3 separate regions of the Mus musculus genome follow, and all the other regions are linked to region 3. A link is a contact called in public HiChIP or PLAC-seq and promoter capture Hi-C data. All regions are on one chromosome and are shown on one strand. Each heading gives the region's core, a stretch centred on a gene start, on an enhancer-like site or on the middle of the called end of the contact. The rest is flanking DNA. Distances are from core to core; before and after follow the strand shown. Region 1 has its middle 25 kb from the start of Gm38860. Region 2 overlaps Iqsec1 (IQ motif and Sec7 domain 1). Region 3 holds the start of Nr2c2 (nuclear receptor subfamily 2, group C, member 2).

What was found. Promoter capture Hi-C pulls out the DNA fragments that hold promoters and counts their contacts. HiChIP or PLAC-seq counts read pairs in DNA pulled down with a chosen protein or histone mark.
Region 1: a contact with region 3 is called in a promoter capture Hi-C map of hippocampal neurons, with 8 times the contacts expected there. The contact joins the enhancer-like site here to the promoter of Nr2c2 in region 3. A contact is called at or near these places in 4 of 39 promoter capture datasets (hippocampal neurons, liver, pre-B cells and 1 more).
Region 2: a contact with region 3 is called in a FOXA1 HiChIP or PLAC-seq map of pancreatic cancer cells. The contact joins the enhancer-like site here to the promoter of Nr2c2 in region 3. A contact is called at or near these places in 2 of 39 promoter capture datasets (neutrophils and pre-B cells), 2 of 484 Hi-C or Micro-C datasets (B cells and double positive thymocytes) and 2 of 115 datasets of contacts at active chromatin or transcription factors (pancreatic cancer cells and thymic regulatory T cells).

The regions. Positions count from the first base shown.
Region 1 is chr6:90,983,060-90,986,164 of GRCm38.p6, forward strand. It overlaps a transcript of Iqsec1 not described here. Among named protein-coding and RNA genes, the nearest start is that of Gm38860, 25 kb to the right of the region's middle. Within about 2 kb of position 1,257, at least 27 of the 459 cell types and tissues checked have an H3K27ac peak or open chromatin away from gene starts, as enhancers often do. A contact at or near this core is called in hippocampal neurons, where this site is marked.
Region 2 is chr6:90,748,405-90,751,220 of GRCm38.p6, forward strand. The region is part of intron 1 of Iqsec1 (IQ motif and Sec7 domain 1); the gene reads right to left. Among named protein-coding and RNA genes, the nearest start is that of Iqsec1, 60 kb to the right of the region's middle. Within about 2 kb of position 1,402, at least 76 of the 459 cell types and tissues checked have an H3K27ac peak or open chromatin away from gene starts, as enhancers often do. A contact at or near this core is called in pancreatic cancer cells, where this site is marked.
Region 3 is chr6:92,091,041-92,093,944 of GRCm38.p6, forward strand. It overlaps Nr2c2 (nuclear receptor subfamily 2, group C, member 2), which reads left to right and starts at 1,393. Exons shown (of 15, transcript NM_001347342.1): 1 at 1,393-1,774.

The DNA of each region.
Region 1 (3,105 bases), core at 7-2,506, 1.1 Mb before region 3:
CAAGCAGGAGATCCACTGAACTCAGATGGTCTCATAACTACATCAGTAGCTCGTACTCCCTTTCAGATAGGTCAGTTTCACCTTCTTTGATTCCAGTTTTTGACAAATTCCCAGTTTGTCTATGTTTGTTTCTCTGCTGGCTCAGTGGTAATTATTCCTGTTGACACCCAGACAAGCACAGAACTGTGTACTTCCCAAGTTAAGCCAAGTGTTGCTCTTCTATAAAAAAATAAAGTAGCACAAACAATCCAATCAGCTGTCAAAGCAATGTTATAGACAAAATAACTGACAGATAGTCATCCTGATGACACAACATATGGATGTTCCCAAATGCCTGCCTCCTGTGGCCAAGCGCTCACCACACCTCCCTCCCCATAGCGAAGCCCTGAGGTCTGAGGTTTCTGCAGGCACAGTGGCCTGTATCTGGTGTGAACACTCACGTCAAAAGCACCAGCAGCTCTCAACTGCAATTCACACACTGCACCACTCACTATTTCTCTCAGCGCCAGCTAGATAAAGAAGCATTCCCTGATTTACTTTCTGGGTTGTAAAATAATAATTTGCTTAGCTTGTCAGACGGCTGGGAGAGAGCTTCAGAAAAACACTCCCTCATCTTTCTGTGGACTCTACCATCTGCTGGAAAAATAAGAATGGCTCACCCTGATCCCTTACAGTTTAATACATTTTGTCCAACTAGGACAAGTGTCCCAAAGTGTGGTGCAGCTTGTTCCTGACAAAGGGACATCTTCTCAGCACTGGATCCAGCCTTTATCTCAGCTGGGAGAAGGAGAATATTATTTAGTGGAAATATAACCACAGGGTCTCCTGCCACCAGTTTCTCAGCCACAGTTACAGGTGAGGAGAAAAAAGGCCTTCCTATCCTCTTCCAGACCCCTAGTCTTTGCTCCTAGGGAGAAAGGAATCTGCGCATAAGAGCACTCTGCTTCCTAGCCCCTACACCCCAGTTTTGGTACTTTCTAACCACTTTGAAGAACACAACTCAAAGGCTCCTTGCCAGGACCATCATAGTGCTTTCTGTGTTATCTGCCTGCTGCCAATTAGGACAGTCCAGTTTCCTCTTGCCACCCCCTCTTCTACGGCCACCCTTGAGCATGCCCCTGAAATGAAGCACCACCATCATGGTTAATGTCACCACAAACCCAGAAAAGCACTTTGTTTGGTAAGTCAACAGACACTGAATGCCACTGAAAACCTCCCCCAGAGTGAGTCACCAACTCAGAGCTTCAGAAAAAACGTCCTCTCAGAGTGATGTGTGATGTGACAGCCCTTGAGGGCTGGAGCAGATGAGAAGGCGGAAGAGGCTGTTCCACTGGGCCTCTCCCCAGCCACTTGAGGCTGATGTTTACTTCTGCCAAGAAACTTCAGGAGATCAAAGGCTAAAAGGGGGTCACCTTCTTCTACCTTTTCCCCTTTACACAATCACCACCAAAAGCACTGCATTGGTGACAAGATTCAATGGGGCAGAAGGGATCCAAACATGCTGTGCACCTTCAAGCACTGGCCAGGAGCCAAAAAGAATCCTGAGAAGTGGTCTGATCATTCCACAGTGTGAAAGTCAGGCAGGAGGTGAGCAAGATCAGGAGCCAAACAGCGTGAGATCCAACACTGGCTGACGACCAGACAGAGCTTAAACAAGGCATGTGATCCCTCTAAGCCTAGGTTTCACATCTGTATAATGGGAGCCTGTCTTTGCCTGATAGGAGTGATGACACATAAGGTATGAGCACACAGCAAACCCTTAGGGGATATTGCCATGTTCTCTTAAACTTGGTTCAATACATTCATTCGCACCTGCGGTTTGATGATTCCAATACTTCTTGTCTTCCCTGGCTTACCCATTCAGGCTATATACTCTGAGCACCCACTAGGTACCCAAGCTCTAGTGAGGGAAATGTGGTTCTAGAAATGGATCATTAGAATGTAGCTGACTGCACACTGCATAAATGAGTGCTGATGTCAGGGGAAAATCAACGTCAATAACAACAGAAGCAAATAACTCCCAGATAGCAAAGGCACCATGAATGAATGGATTTCTTCCCTGTTTTAATCTTCTCCCCCAGTGCTGGGAATAAATAATGACTCTTGGTACTAGAGGTCAAGACATTCAAGAAAGCCCTCTGAGGAAGAGCTTAAAGTTTCTGGGATTGAAAGCTTCTAGCATGTCTAGGCATCTGTGCCTAGTGAGGTAATTATCAAGCTCACTCTTGTCTCAGGGAAAGCAATGGACCCCTGAAGCTCATCTATATAGTGAGAAGGGAGCTCCTAACTCAGGCTGCAGTGGCTACCAGCTACTTAGTAAAAGGTCAGTCAGGTCTTGCTCAACCAGCATGCTTGTCAGACCGGCTCTTCTCAGGGCCACTATATGCAAATAGGGAGGCCTGAGAATGTTGTTATCCTCTGCCCAAAGGTAGAAAGTAGAGGCCAATCCCCTAGCTCCATTTCCCCCCAAACTGTGGCCCTATTCTGCTCTGTCACCTCTGGAAACTCAGCTTAATAACAGCTGTTAGCTCCAGCAACCCTTTGCCACAGCTCCATATCCCCCACTGCACATCTCTTGCACCTAGCCTTTAAGTTTCCACCTCCTGCTTTGGCTCAGCTGATCTAAAGAATTGAGAAACTGACAGACATGGGAAGAATCTAGCCTGCATGAATTACCTACCAGGTGCCTATTGCGTCCCACCACCACCACCTCTGTGTGTGTGTGTGTGTGTGTGTGTGTGTGTGTGTGTGTGTGTGTGTGTTACCTTAGGGAAAAAGAATGGGAGACAGCTAGGCTGATTCCTGCTTTGTGTGCATTTAAAGGAAAGCTGGGATGAGGAAAGGTCCTGTGACCTGTCCCACAGTCACCAGCTGGGATGTGCAGAGTGCAGAGCTGGGCCTTAGTCCCAAGTTCATCTACCCACATTCTTTTCTTTATGTGGCATTATTTATCTCTTCTGTTCTGTGGTTCTTCCTGAATCACCAAATATTATCTCTGATGGTTCTACATACAACAGGTATTTAATAAAAGCTCTCAAGGGGCATTACTCACCACACACTCTTTCACATCTTTCATATCAGTTACTTTATTTACATAACCCCTGA
Region 2 (2,816 bases), core at 152-2,651, 1.3 Mb before region 3:
CCAGCAGAAACTGGCAGATCCCCTAACCCACAGACCCCACATCACAGACCACTGCTATTTCAAGCCATAGCACCATACAGCTTGTTACATAGCAACAGTTAGCACTTGAGAATTCACCACTGACTTCCTGTGGTGCCTATACCAGGGTACCTGTTTGTAGAGCTGAGACCCTGAAGCATGGGCTCTGCTTTGGGCCAAGAGCAGTCTCCACAATCCCAGGGAACTCAAAAGTTTTCAAATAAACCATAGACCCACATGGTCAGAGGGAGGGAACTGGGGAAGATGCTGGGATTGTTCTCTGAGTCTAGCTCCAGCCGACATACAGATGAATTTCTGATGGGCAGTAGCCTCATGGCCAACTTTTCCTGGAGCCTTCCAAGTAAATGACACAGTGTGTGTCCTAATGGGAATCTTTGTCCATCTCAAAGAAATGAAGAAACAGAAATGAAGAGGCTGGAGACCCTGCCTACAGTCACTCTTCCAAAGATTTGTCTTCCTCTGGTCTTCCCTGAAATGGTAGATACCCTTCCAGTTCACAGCTGTGTGCATGAGAAGAGGCTAGAAGAGGTGAGGGATATGAGGGTGTGTCATCATACCCATATTTCTGACTTACTGAGCTTGCAGGGGACACTGACCACTCTGAAGAAGGCTGGGAGCTGCTAGCAAAGGGCCATCTTCCAGGCAGACCAGATGGATAGCAGCTCTGGGTCTGGTAGGGACTAGCTCTCAGATGATCTTGCAGATGAGGGAGAGGTAAGGCTATCAGCTGCAGCCAGAAGGAAGGCATGGAAACAATGAGCTCAGCTTGATATGAAATACTGAAGTCTCTTTTAAGTCAGTGTTTGGGATACACACCCTCAACCTCAAAGGAAAGGTAAGTTCTGGATTCCAATTCTGATGCTGCTACTTCCCAGAATTCAGAAAAGAATTCTGGCAACACACCTGGCTGCCTCAGTTTCCCCAGCTGCAAAACAAAGTTAAAGCCAGTACTGGCAGTGTGGGCCTAGAGTCCAGCCACTTGAGAACTGAAGAATCACCAAGCCCAAGACTAGACTGGGCTATAGAAAGTATTCGAGGCCAGTCTGAATAAGTTAGTGAGATCCTGTCTCAAAAAGCAAAAAGAGATAGCTGAGCATGGTGCTCAGTGGTAGAGCACTAACCTATGATACATGAGGCCCTCAATTTAATCCCCACTGCTGAAAAGACAAAACCAAAACCAAAACCAAAACCAGATGCCAATAAAGAGATGAGATTTGCACCCATGCTTTCAGGATTTGTCGTGAGAAATCAATGAGGCAATTTTTTGCAGCTTGGCCTCAAACCCAAAGTAATTTTCCTCCCTCAACTTCCAAAGCATTTGGTGAGTCATCAACGCCCGAGACTCCAGTGAAGCTGTGGCTGGACTAGTCCTTATACAGATGAGAGCTAGATGCACATCCAACAGTCCTTGATAGCTCTGGCCTGTCCTAGCTATGGACAAGGCTAAGAGAAAAGCATGGCTTGAGCCCAGAAAAGAAGGTAGAGGAAAATGGAGACAGGAAGAGAAGAGAAAAGAGCCAGGCCTGGTAGTACAGGGAGGACAAAAGGAACGACAGGAATGTGAGGTCATGTGGCCAGTGGTAGTGCTTACCTACCATGCCTAGGGCCCTGGGTTCTACTTTCAGCACTGTAAAAAATAAAAATAAAAATAAAAATAAAATATGAAAACAAAACCCAATTCCAGGTTTTCCACATTCTTTCTAGAGGCCCCTTAACCCTGCCCTGCCCTGCCCCTACCCTTCACTTCTCCCTAGTGACCCAGTGGGTGGAGTTCACCCTTATCTCTGCCATGTCTCTGAAAGCAGATGAAGCAACAGGATTAAAGCTGAGGCTGAGCTGACCCGCCTCTCTGTGTTCTGGGTCCCACCCCTTACCTCATCCCTTTGGCCTGGAGCTTATCATGTTCTGCTTGTTTTAAGTACCCAGCTTGCCCCACTCCCCCTCAAACACTCTCACAGGACCTCTATCTAACATGATGTTTCTCAACCTAATGCTGAGACCGTTTCATACAGTTCCTCATGTTGTGGTAACTCCAACTATAAAACAATTTTCATTGCTACTTCATAATTATAATTTTGATACTGTTATGAATCATCATGTAAATATCTGTGTTTTCTGATGATCTTAGGTGACCCCTATAAAAGGATCATTCAACCCTCAAGGGGTCCTGACACATGTTGAAAAACTCTGCTTTACGTGATGACTGAACGAGTCTGATCTCCACTACCCCCCCAACCTCTCCCCACCCTCCCCAGTACAGCTCTTTGCTGTCCCCTTCACCTTTAGTCTGGGACTCCAGGGCCAGCCAGGTTACCTCCCTATCACTGTAGCTAGAGTGTGGTCCTCTTCCAGTCTGTGCTGAGGGAACAAGGTGAGCACTATCCAACAGTGGAGTGGCTCCAGATTCTGTGCCCAACCAGACACCCTCCTTTTTGGGGATACTGCTGGAAGTTCCCAGTCCCTCTGTCCTTAGAACCCGAATCCCCAGCTGGTCCTTCATCCAGTGGCTTCCTTGATCTTGGACTCAGGTCCCCTGTGACCACCCAAGAAGTCATTCAAAACCACACAGCCACATTTCACTCTGTGGTCCATTTCCTGAGCCCCAGATATTCCAAGAGGAAGGCGTTCCACTACCCTTGCCCCCTCCACCACCACCACCTCTACTCTGGGCCAAACACACAGAGGGCACTTAGGAGATATTCGCTAGGTACACTGTTGGCCAGATAACAACTCACTCAGCTGAGCTCATGGAACAGGAAGGTGGTGGTGAGGAAGAT
Region 3 (2,904 bases), core at 143-2,642:
CGGGACTGCACAAGTCTGGGCTCCAAGGCTAAGCACCTGTTTTAAAAATGGGCCTGGGGCATCTGCACACTTGCCTGGTCCGGCCAGAGGCATGCACATCCTCGGAGCTTTAAAACAGAAAGCTACCATCCATCCCAAGGAAGGTACCGGGAGCTCAGTGCACTCCCAGGACACCGCTCGCTTGCAACATCTCGGCGCGGCGCCAGGCAAGGGCCCGCTTCTCCAGCCTGCAAGCGGTGCCTACGGGATCGGCCGCACCTGCCCGGCCCAGGCCTGCGGGCCTCAGCTCCGGCGGCGGCCGCAGCGGCAGCGGCGGCGTTCCGGTGCGCGCGCGCGCTCAGCCAATCGCGTGCTCGCCCGCCCCCCGCCGCCGCGGTGAGGCTGGCGCCGGGAAGAGGAAGAGGAACATTCGCCCTCCTCCTCCCAGCGCGCGGGCGGCGGCGGCAGCGGCACCGGGGTCACGAACTCTGACCTTTCACTGACAAAAACAATAACAAAGCGCGGTCCCTCCGCGACCCCGGCGGTGCCAGGGCCCAGCCCGCCGCCCCGCTCCGCACCGGCCCGCCGCGGCGTCCCGGCCGCCCGAGCCCCCGGGCTCCTGCCCTCCGGCGCCTGCCCGGCCCGCGCCCTGCCCTCCTAGCCGGGGGCGCCGGCCGCAGACACGGGATCTGCTCCGCGGTTGTGGTGGCGCCCGACCCTGAGGTAAGAGCAAGCCCGCCGGGCCAAGCCGCGGCGCGGCGCGGCGCAGCGCGGCACGGCGGAGGAGGGCAGGCCTGCGCCGCCATGGAGGCCGCGGAGGCTGAACGCGGCCTTTTACCTTTGCCACGGGGCGGTGGCGGCGGCAGCAGCGGGCGCTTTGCATAGTGGGCCGGGCCGCACCCTTCCCTCCCCTCTCTTCCACTCCCCTCCCCTCCCGCGGCCGAGCCCGGCGAGCCGCTGTCCTGACCGGGCCGGCCGCGCGCCGCGGGGGCGGAGAGGGGGACTGTCCGCGGCCCCGCCTCACGCCTGGCCCTCCGCCAGCGCCGCCATCTTGTCCCCGCGGCGCCGGCCAGGCTCCCCTCGGCGCGCGCCCGGCCTGCCCGCTTCTTCCTGTGTTCCCCGCTCCTCACCCCAGCACTCCCCGCCTGCCGTTGGCTGCCACCCTGGCCCAACCGCCGTTTTTCCGGACTAGGAGGGTGGAAGGGGAGGGAGGGAGGCGTGGGCAGGGCACGACCTCCTGAGTGACGGCCGGGCTGGCCAATCGTTCCCCCTTATAGGAGGGCCACGGCCTGCGGCACCGCCCCCGGGGCTGTGCTGGTTGGTCCAGGTGGGAGAGGGAGGTCCCGGGGGCCGCTAGTGCGGGGTGTGAGGCCGGGCGGGCCAGCCTCTGAGGAACTTGGTGGGTCTCGGGCTGGGAAGCTGGTGATGCTTTTTGAACCCATGGCGCGGCCAGAAGGGAAGAGTTCGTCGGCACTTGGAGGCTCTCCGGGGTTCGCGCTTTCCTCACGACTCTGGACGGAGCCCCTCTGGCGGGCTCAATTTCAGTCCATGAAATTGGGACACCAGACGTTCTTGCCAAGCCTCGCCTCTCTCCTCAGCATTGTTTGAGGGACTGTTCTCTGAAAATGGAGTCCAAGCTACTCTGCCAGCCTCAAAAGTAATTTGCAAATGGTGGTGTTAGTTTTTTCGTCTTATTGTGGTGCTGGGGACGGCCCTGCCATTGAGTAACATCCCTAGTCCCAAAATGGTGATGTGGAAATATATAAGGAACCAACTGGAGTGGAAAACTTGTGAGGTGATTCTCTTTCCTACTTTCATTAAACACAGTTGTGCGTAGCTTTAGACACTAGGACACTACTTCCAGAGATTCAACTGACCTGGGCAAGGAGCCATTCTCCCCCCAGAATTTTGGATGCCGAGGGGATACAAAGGCTCAGAGAATGGTCAGAGAATGGAAGAAACTGGATGATGTGCTGAAGGAATCGTGAGGGCATTAATTTAATTGGATGGTGAGGAAGTCAGGCTTCACTGAATGTTTGAATAGATTTCAGGAAAAGAGCTGGGTTCTGGATAGCAAGCTTGAAGATGGGAAGGGAAGATTTTCCCACACTTTTTGTTGAGTAAATTGTTGCTGATACTATTGATAGCTAAGTGCTGCATATTTAATTGGTGCATTTTTACCCGAACTTGACAGTTGGGATAGCATGCCCAGCAATAAAATGTCCATTATACTAAGCAGGGAATTTGAATTGGACTTCAGTAGGCATTCTTTTAACATATTTATCTTTCCCAGAGATAAAATTGATTGATGCTATGAAGCTACTGAAAATCTCATTTATCAAAGTGGAAAACAAACTTTACAAAATATAATGTTAGCTTCCATTGGAAAGTCTGATGACTAAAATATTTGTGCATATAACATAGTAGGAAGGGCTGGCTAGCATGTAGGAAATCAAGTTTCATCCTTAGCACTGCATAAACTTATGTAGTGCTGCATATCTGTAATCCCAGTTACTGGGGCGGTGGAGGCAGATCAGAAGTTTCAGTGTCATTCTTGGCTACATAGAGTTTTAGGCCAGCCTGGGCTATAAGATCCGGTATCCAAAATAAAATATTTGAAATCAAACAATACCTTTTTAATAATATGAGCAGTCTCAGTTTTAATTCTTTCTTTGGATATCTCAAGAGACAGTGTAAGTTAAGCCAAGCAAACATTTCCAAAAAGAGATTGGAATAAGCTGTCCCAAAGTGACTTGCAGCCCAGTGAGTTCTACACTGTGGATTTTAAAGTTTTCCTGAATATTTATGAGGTGATAGAATCTTCATGAAATAAAGTGACAACCCCCTTTCCCACTCCCAAAGCATGATGGCTCTTCCTTTTGGGTTTTCTCTTTCCAAAAGCTGGAAATTTTAAAATCACAATAC